Regions from separate parts of the Gossypium arboreum genome. Here region 1 is linked to region 2. The links are chromatin contacts, called in public Hi-C maps. All regions are on one chromosome and are shown on one strand. The core of a region is the stretch at or near the end of the contact, and the rest is flanking DNA. Distances in the headings are between cores, read along the strand shown. Region 1 holds the start of LOC108473496 (glutamate--glyoxylate aminotransferase 2). Region 2 holds the start of LOC108476371 (AP-1 complex subunit mu-2).

Region 1 (5,669 bases), core at 2,194-4,693, 240 kb after region 2:
TCCTTGCTTCATGGTGTGGAATGGATGCCACCTAAGGTAAGTTCTCAGTTTTCCTGTGTGAATCACTTTCTCTATATGATTAATTGTGGAAATTAAGAATTAGGTGTTGATGTTGCAACTGCTGCAATTCATCTTCCAAGTACAAGTCCGTTTGAAAGTATGGCATCCTTTTCTGTTATAAAATTGTTTTGAGTTTCAAAATACTAGTGTCAATGCTTGTACTGTTTTGCACACTCACTGCTCCAAATGTTGAATTCATCATAAGTCTTCCTTTTCACAGGGGGGTGTAACTGAAGAACAAATGCTGAAGTTTATGGGAGCAAAGACAAACTTATCCTTGCATCAAGGAAAAGAACTTATTGAAGTTGGTTCTCACTTACTCTTCTCCCTCTTTCACTACCCCCTCCATCCTGTTTTCTTTTTTGTTGCTGAAACTTTTAACATTGTTATTTCAGGCCGAGGAGGTTGGTTTTGCTTACATAAGTAAACGTGAAGCTCGCTCATCTTTGTATGGAATCTAACCAAATATAGCTATTGAATTTATTTTACTTAACAGTTTTTATATCCCTATTGCAAAAAAAAAAAAAAAAAAAAGAAGAAGAAGAAGAAGAAGGAATAAAACAAAGAGGGAATTGGAAATAAAAATGGATAAAGGTTCAACATACTTAATGTTAACATTTCTATCTATTCCAAGTTCAAAAAGTATTGCTCCTGAAAAAGCCAGCCTGTTCTTGCAATCAATTTTTTAGTACATCTTTTCTCCTTTTTCATGATAACTGTAACATGTTTAAAAACATTTAAATTTTATTTCCTTTTGCATGAAGTTCTGCATATGATCTTATTTCAGTTGAAAACCTGAACACCTAAGAAATAGATCTCTAACACTGTTTGTTCTTGGGTTATAATTCCACAGTTCTTTTTCTTCTATGTTCTCCAAAACTAAGTGTAATTAGATACTTAATTTAAGAATTCTATTAGTTTATGGTCTTTTTGGTTAAAGTGGTTTCTTATCATGAAACATAACACTATTGAACTGAAAGTCTTAGGATTTTGGTTTTTCACTTCTCATTGGAAGTGTTGTACTTGATTTGATTTTCTAGTGTATCACCGGTGTTTATTTCCTATAATAGAATGAAGGAGGTAAAGAATCTTTTATGATTTTCATAGATATTCACTGATTGGGTTGAGGGAGCAAATAAAGAAACGTCCATCACTGGAAACAACTGAAAAGGTTCAGCAATTTATTAGGGTGAGTGTATAGGTGGATAGCAATGTTAGTGGTGTTAGTTTAATATATTGTGTACATTGTACATATGTGGATATATTTTTAGGATGCTTTATCTAGCTAAAAATTCCTAATGTAGACTGGTGTGCTTATTTCTCAAGGAATGTTGTGTTTCTTTAACAGGCAAAGGGGAGGGAATCAACTGGCACTGGATTTTATCATGAAGGTTATGAGGAACCATTGTTAATGCTTATGAAAAGAAGAGGTGTTCATTCTGGTTTAGTAGTGAAGGTTAGCACTTCATGTTAAATTAAAAAATGATTTGGTAAAGGAGTAAAAGAATAAATTTGGACTTTTCCTTTATGATATTCAAGATATCTTGATTCAATTTAAATTCTGAAAAAAATCAACGAGTAATCCAAACAAAACACTTAAATGTTTGAGACTACTCTTATTTAAGGGTGAAGAAGGTGCCCTCTCAATGACAACTAGGTTGCGATCAGCAAGCACATCAAAAGGACTTCCTGTGAACCATTGTTCTGGTTTTCGTTCGGTAGGCATGGAATCAGCTTGTGAAGTGGATGGTTCGTATTTAGCTTTGTATTGTTTAATCCATTTCGAAAGCTTTCTAGATATCCAATGGAAATAAGATTATTTGCAGAATTTTAATGCCAACCAATATCCTAATGTTGCAGGTGTATCACGTCCGAGTTTCAGGCTTGAGGTTAATGCAATGGACTATGGTTTTGAACCAACTGATACTCCCAAGAACCAATAGATCGGTAAAATTCAAAAATCCTTTTCTATATATCCCCTTCCAACCAACCACCACAAAGGGTGGATATGAAACTCCTCTTTGCCTCAGTCTCTTATGTCTGTTATTTTTGAAAACCTGTTGTCAAATGACCATGTTTGCTATAATATATCAGGTATCGAAGAATATCGAGTTGGGTTTGGCAGCTCTTCGAGGTGAAAAAGGGCCGGCATATGACCGGATTGTTTTGAATGCTGGAATTGTGGATCATTTACTAGGATGTGATGGGGCAGAAGACGTTCCTTAGCTTTGGAAAGAGCCAAAGAAGCCATTGACAGTGGTAAGGCCCATAAGAGGCTCCTAAATTATATAAAGATGTCGCACAAAGTAAAATAATGAACTTGTATGGAGCACTGCCTGCTTCTCTCTCGCATTTTTTTGGTCTTTTTCTTAATTAGAGGAGAGAAAGTGGTCTTTTACAGATATCTTTTCTATATCTGTTTTTTGATAGCATTAAAATTTTGTACCATCTAAAAATTAGTTGCAAATCCAATGTCATTGATTAATTGTTTTTTTCTATATATTTACTATCCTCAAAAGTAATTCTCTTAAAAGAAAGTTCGAGTTTAGGTAAAATATTTATATATATTTTATAAATATAATATATTCATTCATTGTCTTTTTATTTATTTATACAATATTAAGAATGGGGATGAGATAACACAATTTGAACTCATGCCAAATGAACATCTGGTAAAAACTTTAACTACTATTTTATACGAGTCAAGATCATCACTTCATACAAATCAAAATTTATTCATTTATTGTTAATCAATTAAGTTTATTGATTTTTTTATTCCTAATTGGTCTCATATTATATCAAGTGATATGATTATACTGATATCTGTTCATTCCGGGTGAAGTTCATAGAGCAGCAACATTACCACCAATGAAAAAGGCATTCGCCATCCATCTTAAGACATTTAGCGTTTGGAGCAACAGGGTAAACAGTAGGAAAAGTGGAGGATGAGGAAGATGTTCTGTACGTCTTAATGGGCCTGGGCTGAAAAAATTTTTTGTAGGCAAGGATTTTTGGTTTGGGCTAACTAAATCCCTCAACATTTTCTTATGTAGAATTCTCTTCTTTTCAAGGTTAATAGATTTTCAGTTTTCTTACAAAGTATTGATGTATGATTCTGATTGGTTGGGCTAAATCTTGAAGGACTAGAAACTGCATTTGATCATGTTGAGTGATAGCATTTCACCAGTCTTTTAACAATTTTGTGAATCTAAAAATAAATTTAATGAGAATGTTGTAATTGTTATCTTCAATTAATTTACAAGTTTCTAACTAAAAATGAAATTCTTGAATCTTGTCTGGCCACTTTTCTAATGGTAAGTCGTCAAGAGTGAAAGATAAAAATAAATAAATAGCAATGATTGACCTTCGCTAATATTCATAATAATCATTCATGAAAGTTGACCAAATTACTACTACCATTTGCCATTAGCCATTAGATGAGAAAATTCCTCTAAAGAATGGAACGTGAACCACACTTGGGAGTTGGTGAGAGCGACCAATGTTGAACATGAGTCCAAAGAAGATGTGAGGGAGTCCCCAAAGGGTTCATTATCTACCAATAACTCACAGTTTGAAGCTACACCACACCTCGCCGATCAATTTTATCCTTTGTGTTTTGATCTTTTAAGATAAAACACAGCATCCCCACATTTTCAAAATAAATCCCCTTTTTCAGTGGCTCTGCTGCTGCCACTGCTTTCAAATCCTTACACACTGCCACATCTTTATATATATCAATTCTTTATTTGTATATATTGCCTTTCCCTGACATGAAAAAGTCTCTGACACTTGCAACACAATAAACTACACATAAAATCTGTGCCTGCCCTTTGCTCTGCACACCTCGGGATATCAGTTTCAACTCCACTCATCCCACGGGTTACTCTCGTTTACGGAGTTTTTTTCTGTTCTGCACTTCCCTGTTTAGTTTTAAGGGTGAACTGTTTGGATTTTCTGGTAATTCATGATTTATTGAGTTTAGGTCCTGAATTTTACGGATTCTTGGTTTTGGTGTAAGGTAACCGTGTGATTTTGTTGATAGACTATTGATTATTGACTGTTTTCAAACTTCTAAATGCATTTCTATGCCTGGATTTTCTAGTATTCTGGCTTGGCTCCATATTCACTGATAATTGCATTGATCGCATCGCAAGAGGCTCTCTTTCACTTTATGATTTTCCTTTTAATCCTTTCCATTAATGCATGTTTTCCTATCATATGAACCTTAGAGCCGATGTTTGTTTTTCCTATGTTTGTTTTTCCTTTTCAAATGTTTAGACCCGATTTTAAGATTTAGGATTAGAGCGAATTTATAGTGATTATATTATAACGTTCGAATTGTTTTGCTGATTGTTACTCTCGTATTGGAACTGGAAAGCCAACTAATAAACTTATATGCAAAACCAAAATGTTAAATTAGACTTATGCTTTGTAGTTCTCTTACAGGTTGAGTACCGAGTCCATATATTGGTAAGTTCAAGGAAGGAACTTGGGCATCATGGGTCTTAAGGCATTAGACTATGAGACAATGAATGAAAACGTGAAGAAAGTTCAATATGCAGTTAGAGGTGAGTTGTATCTTCGAGCTTCTGAGCTTCAGAAGGAAGGGAAGAAGGTATGTTTTTCCTGCTTTCTTCTTATTTTATTTCAGCATGCAGTTCTGCTTCGTATGCTGAATTCGCAGAGTTTTATATGTTGGTGCTTTTAGCTTTTGCTATCAACAGAGAATGTGTAAATGCCTATTTCCTACATATTCTTTGTTGGGGTATTTAAAACCATACTGTTGTTCTTAGATATTTTTGAAAACTTATCATAATTAGTATAATCACAGTTTGAGCTAGACTTAGAGTACTTATTTACCATTCAAGGACTCCGGGTGTAAGAGTTAGGGGAGTTAACAAGATTCCCTTGGTCTGGGTTAATAGTTCTAACCAGGTCCTCTCAGAAATTTTAGCTTAATTAAAGGCTGATTGCTGCATTTTTCTCGAGGACAGTGATAATCAAAAGGCCTCTCTCTGTGCCGTAGGTTTCATTTCCCGACATGTTCTCCTGTACTTATTTACCATTCAAGTACATGCAGCTTGTACTTATGACATCTTTTTATTAGTTCTTTATTTATTTTTTTAATTGTAACTTATTTAGTGCCTTTTGAGTATTAAGTGATTGTACTCCTAGTTTCCTAGATAAATGCCTCCTTGATTCTATTTTCATCTTTTGTCCGAAAGCTTCTCAAGGAGGGATTCCTTGTGTCAAACACAATTAAAATGTCTACATGAACCTCTATGCAGTATATGAAATCCACTGTTGACTGGGGGAGCATTCATTTCGAAGTATCTAGTGCTTCTTTATAAGAATCAATTTCAGAAGTTATATGTTTTGGTGTTTTGGTTGATTATTTTGCATGTCACTACTGAGTGGAGCTCCAAAAACATGGCACTATTAGATTTTTTATTAAAAAAAATAATGTGGATATGTTAATTCGTTTAGCTGCTTTTATTTTTATGTCTGCAGATTATTTTCACAAATGTTGGCAATCCTCATGCTCTTGGACAGAAGCCACTGACTTTCCCTCGTCAGGTATATATATCAGTTCTATGATTTTAAGTTTT
Region 2 (5,747 bases), core at 817-3,316:
AGGAAAATTGAACCCAAATAAATATACAGCCTAAAATAGAACTTCCAAAATGAAAGGATACCATGCCAAACTTTTGAGAGCTTCCAGCATTACCGACATGAATGACACGGCGACCAGAAGTTTCAAATGAATGGTGCAGTAAACAAGGGTGCGAAATTGTGATGGAGAGACACCAATTCCCACTTCCAAATTAATAATGCTCTTTTTAAGATTGCAGAAAGATATATATATATATATATATATCTTGAAATCCAGGTCTCATCATATCAATTGCCAACCACTTCAATCAGCATCACCTTTTTTCCTAAAGAAATTGATATCCGCTTAACTTTTATTTGCAACTTGCAAATTACACAGTATCATCATTCTCTCTAAAATGCAATATTTGTTTAAATATAAGTTTTGCTACATTTGATACTTTTTTATATTTCCATTTTAAATCTATTCACGAAAATAAGCAATTACACTCTAGAAGTAAAGATAGATTTCTGCATTGATTAAAGCATATTCCCTTAAGATGGACCAATACCATATATCATCAAACAACCAGAAAACACACCTCAAATAAGTTCTCATCTTCAACGCCCCAACAACATCTGACCTAATTATTTGTCCATTGCTGTTGACAAGTATGTTCACGCTTTCTACCACATCCAAAAACACCTGAAATTAAAGAACGAATCTTCATAAGCTAGTGTCTCAAATGTGTTGATAAATAACTCAAAAATGACAACTATAAAAAAAGTGACCTACTTCATTCTTCTTGTAGTTTATTCCTTCACTCCGCCAAGAGACTGCATTTGTAACAGCCATTGGAGGTCTCTGTGTAACCTCCATCCTATAAGCATCAGTCTTGATAAACTCACTAAGTATTTTTGCTTCAGTGTATTGGGGGTAGCCAAAATCCATAATCTCATCAAGTAACTCATACTGGAAAATGCATAAAAAAAGAGCCAATTATAAACTCTTCTACAAAGATTATAAACCAATATCGTCCAACAAACAAAGCTGGAACTAGTTATCCTTAAAAAAAAAAAAAAAAAGGAAGTTTGATCTCCTCATACCACTACAACAAAGTTATCCCTAAGCGATTCCTCTTCTAATTCCTCGAAATAATGCTTAAAAACCTGAATTATTAATTCAGATCAATATAGAGAATCGAGATCACATATTAGTACTACATTAAAAAAATGTTTAGAAAAAAATTTAATGCAATTGAAAATTTGAAAATAAAGAAGGCATAAAACTAAAATTACCGAATTGGCTTACATCAACTACACGGTGAAGGAAGAAAAGAAGACTGGCAGCATTGCAATTCTGCCTTGTTGCAGTCATCAAGTACACGTTGCTGTGTTGTATAAACATGTACGTAACTCCATTATCATACACCACTGGATCTTGCGACTGCGGATCTCCCTGCGTACCAAATCCAAAGGTCCTCCGAATTCAATATTACGCTAACCACTTTGAGCACCATCAATTTAAAAACTGATTCGAAGTGTAGTTAAGCTTAATTCAAATTTTTTTAAAAAAAATTAAAGCAACAAAGAGAAGAAATATATTTATTCTAAACGGAAAAAAAAAATCAAATCGAAATCTGAAATTGACGAAAGAAAAAAAAACCTCTTTTTCGATGAGTTTGGTGAAGAAGCGTTCAGCTTGAGCAGCGGAGACGTCGCCACGGTAGTCACGCCACACCAGAACACGGCCCTTTATATCTAGAAGAAATAGTGCAGATGCTGCCCCCGCCATTTCTTCTTTTGTTTATATTTTTTGCCCGACGAAATCCCTAGCAATTTTGCAAATCAGATCGGTGCGGTTCACGGTTTCCTTAAGATCTGATTTGAATCAGAAGCGAGAAGAAAGATCTAAATGAAAGAAGTGCGAAGTTGAGCGAGCTTGTTGAAGCTGAACCATATTTTTTTAATGTTCGTTACGATCTGCCCTCTCCATACACACTAATTTACTTTTCTTTCTATTTCAGATTTTAAATGGAAGGCTTCAACTTTCATCTTCCCATACCTGTTTTCTTTTCCCGGTGCCAAATATTTTTAGAACGACGCCGCTTTATTTCGTTTGAAACTCACGCGCCAATGTTGTGAGTTGTTTTTGACATTTCCTACTTTATTTGACAATCTAATTTATATATAATTTACCACCAATGGGACGTGTTTCGCTTTCTTTTTAATTTAATTATTAGTGTTATTTTTATACTAATCATAAACAAATGCACGTTTCATCTAAAAGTGTTCTACATTCAAGGCAAAAGCTAAGAAAAATTTTTAGAGGGCCGAAATTAAATTAAATTTTTACGATAATAAAAGTATAATTTTATCATTTTAATAATTTATATCTTTATAATTTTTAAAGGATTAAATCAAATTTTTATCTTCTAAAGTACAATTTTACTTTTATTAATTTAAAATTTTAAAAATCCTAAATAAAAAAAAAATTTATTTTAGGAAGGTCAGGTCAGGACTCTTGTCAATCCCCTTAGCTACGCCCCTGCCTATATCTCTACTAACTGTCGTCTCCTTAAACCACTCAAATCATCATGTAAGATTGTCAACATCTTATCAAGAGGTTGGATGAAGCATCAAACCCCTAAAGGTCGACTAAAAGCAATCACAAGAATCCGTCCGCAGCTCAATTGCCTTCTCTAGGGGTGAGTGTTCGATCAAATCGAGTGAAAATTTTTTGAGTTAATCAAGTTCACGAGTCCAATTTTATCATCTTAACTCAATTTGAATTTTTTTTAGAATTAAGTCAAGTGAAATGAAATTTGAGTTAAGTCGAATCAAATGAAATTATTCGAGGCAAATTAAAAAATTAAATATGTTAAATAAAAATATTATTACAATATAACTAATTTTATGTTAGAACACATAAATTTGAAACTATATATATTTAAAAAAATTCAAAGCAAAAAAAATACTTGAGTATGATAAATTTGAATTATTAATTGGGTCCAAAATTTTATTTTAGAAATTTTAAAATTTTAAAATTCTTATATTTTTATAATTTTTATTAATATTTTAATTTTAAAATGATTTTGAATTATTTTATAATTTTTGTTGAGAGAAAGACTAATTTACTTATTTTCAAAGTTGACAGAGACCAAAAGGGTATCTGCATCAATTTGTTATTCGAATTATTCGAGTTATTCAAATTGTGAGGTTCAACTCGACTCAAACTCAAAACTCGAATCGAATTATTCGAGTAGACTCAAATAATTCGAATAACTCGATTCGATTAATTCGAAATTTAAATTTTATTTTTATTTTTCCTAATTGAATTGAGTTTTGCTCACCCTTAACTTTATCTGTAAATAATTTTTTTCCTTTTACTATATTACATTTATATGCCGTTTAAGTGTTAGTTATTCATATAAATTAAATTTTAATATACGAATAATTAATGTATTAAATTATGTTGTATTTTATCTTATATTTTTATTAGTTCCATATTTATCTAATTTAATCTTTTAAAGGATGGTAGAGTTTAAATCATGTTATATAATTGTCAAATATAATTATAATAATATCTCCAAATAAATCTCATGTTTATATAAATTTGAATAAGTTAATAATTCATATTTTATATAATTTAACACATTCATATTAGGTTAGTTTTTCCTATTACGTTTTATCGTATTTTAGTATTTTCTATTGTCATATTTTCTCTCTTCAAAATTATTAAATATTAACTATTAGGGTTTATGATTTTCTTCGATTAAAATTGTATATGTGACATACCACATTAAAATGTCAAAACAACCTATTTTATTATTTCACTTTATTGAAATGGTAGTATAGTGGTAAATTTATTTTTTTAAAAAATATCAGCAGCTTTTGCTTATTTTACGTTAAACCCCTGTAAAATTTAGATTTCACAATATATCCAAATTCAAATCATCTCCCAAATCAATTCTCAACACTTCGATATTTCGAAACATGCCGCAAACTAAGCAAATCACATTAAAACTATTTAATTAACTAATAATATTATAATTATAGCAACTAAAAGTTACTTTTTTTATGTCACAAATACCTATCTATAACCAAATGACTTTACTAAAAATCATGCACATGCCAATTTGAAACAAAACAAAATATACGAACTTTGTTGAGTATAGAATTTGTCGATTGAATGCTGACGACTTTGAGGACAAAATCTCAAAATACACCTAGCTTGCATATGAAAACAAGACCATTCGATGAGTATTAATTTCAAATGATATTACTCTAACTTACTCAATATAACATTAAATTTGAATAATTGGACTCAATTGATTTGTTTCTTCCTTAGACCAATTCAAGTATGTTTCATATCAAAGTTTGTCCAATACGTTAATATGCACATGTATCCCAAATAAAGCAAATGCGATATTTTAACTAACCAATCTATTTTAACGAACTTATTAACACTTTATGCTAACAATGTATGCAGCCTTATTCAACTTTGTCTCATTTTGTCATATTGCATTACCTTACCAATTTGAATCAAATCATTCTTCCTATTCAATATTGATGTTTACTGATACATAGCTTGGATCTGAACTAATTTACGGATCCTACTAATACTATAATTCGACACCCAGTGCCTCATTGATGCGTCTCAAACTAAACAAATTGCACCAAGTGCTCATCGGTTAATCCGAAGCAATAATCGTACCCAGCACTCGTCGGTATGTCCGATGGTTAGTGCACTCAGCACTCATCGACTAAGCCAAATTAGTAATTCTAAAAGCCACGGTTGGGACGTTCAAAGGAAAATGCACCTAGCGCTCATCGACTTATAGTCAAAGCAATTATTATTATTATTATTATTATTATTATTATTATTATTATTATTATTATTATTATTATTTTACTTGGTTCTATAACCCATTAATTATTCTTAACTTTGCCCAACAATTACTACAACCCATAGTCTAATTTCTTTCTCAGTTCAATTTCCATTCTATTGATCTCAATAACAACTTTTCCATTGATTGTCATTTCATATAAAACATGGTATGAATTGTCTCATGTTCAAGCCAAATGCGCAACTTCACTAAATTATGCTATTTCAAATTTTTATACAATTTAACTCTTTATCATTATAATCAATCTCATTTTTGTATTTCTAGTCAACCACTCATGTGTAGCTTCTTTCATTTTACCAACTTACCTAACAATGAAATAAAAGGAAAAATAAATAATAAGTTGAAATATGGTGATACTTACAAGGAATTTTGAACTATTCGTCGGTGACTTTATCTTTTTCCATCGCTTTTGAAAAAATCGGATGGTCAGTATTTAAGAATTAACATAAACAAATAACACCATCAATAATTCACCCAATTCACTGTAAATTATTATCTCAAATAAACTTTACATTTCATTCAATTTAAATTCTTAAAATCGAAACAAGCATAACTCTCCATTCTAATCGTTGATTTATAATCCGACTTAATTTCCTCCTATTTTAGACCTTCTATTATCGACTTCTAACAAAATCCCATAACAAGTCTACTTGATATCCACTTTATTTTCTCAAGTGAAAGATCTAACATCTAACTTCAAAATCTAGTCTTTTTTCATATATACACTAAAAATCTATCAATTTAACATAAAAATATAGAAAAATCATTAATGATAACTTTCTTAAACCTTAACAATTTTATAAATTGATACACAAGTTAGTTAAATTTCCTCTGTTTCTTTTCTCTCTTTTTTTGTGCGTGGAAGGATGGAGAAGACAAC

The links. A called contact is a pair of places that touch in the nucleus more often than the background predicts.
Region 1: a Hi-C map of leaf shows a contact between it and region 2, with 4 times the contacts expected there. The contact joins the promoter of LOC108473496 here to the promoter of LOC108476371 in region 2. A contact is called at or near these places in 2 of 5 Hi-C or Micro-C datasets (both in leaf).

What each region holds. Positions count from the first base shown.
Region 1 is chr3:16,250,125-16,255,793 of ASM2569848v2, forward strand. It overlaps LOC108473496 (glutamate--glyoxylate aminotransferase 2), which reads left to right and starts at 3,444. Exons shown (of 14, transcript XM_017775087.2): 1 at 3,444-3,939; 2 at 4,507-4,675; 3 at 5,572-5,637. The coding sequence starts at 4,559. It also overlaps the pseudogene LOC108471378.
Region 2 is chr3:16,009,574-16,015,320 of ASM2569848v2, forward strand. It overlaps LOC108476371 (AP-1 complex subunit mu-2), which reads right to left and starts at 2,067. Exons shown (of 11, transcript XM_017778571.2): 1 at 1,624-2,067; 2 at 1,270-1,416; 3 at 1,065-1,127; 4 at 754-930; 5 at 560-663. The coding sequence starts at 1,752.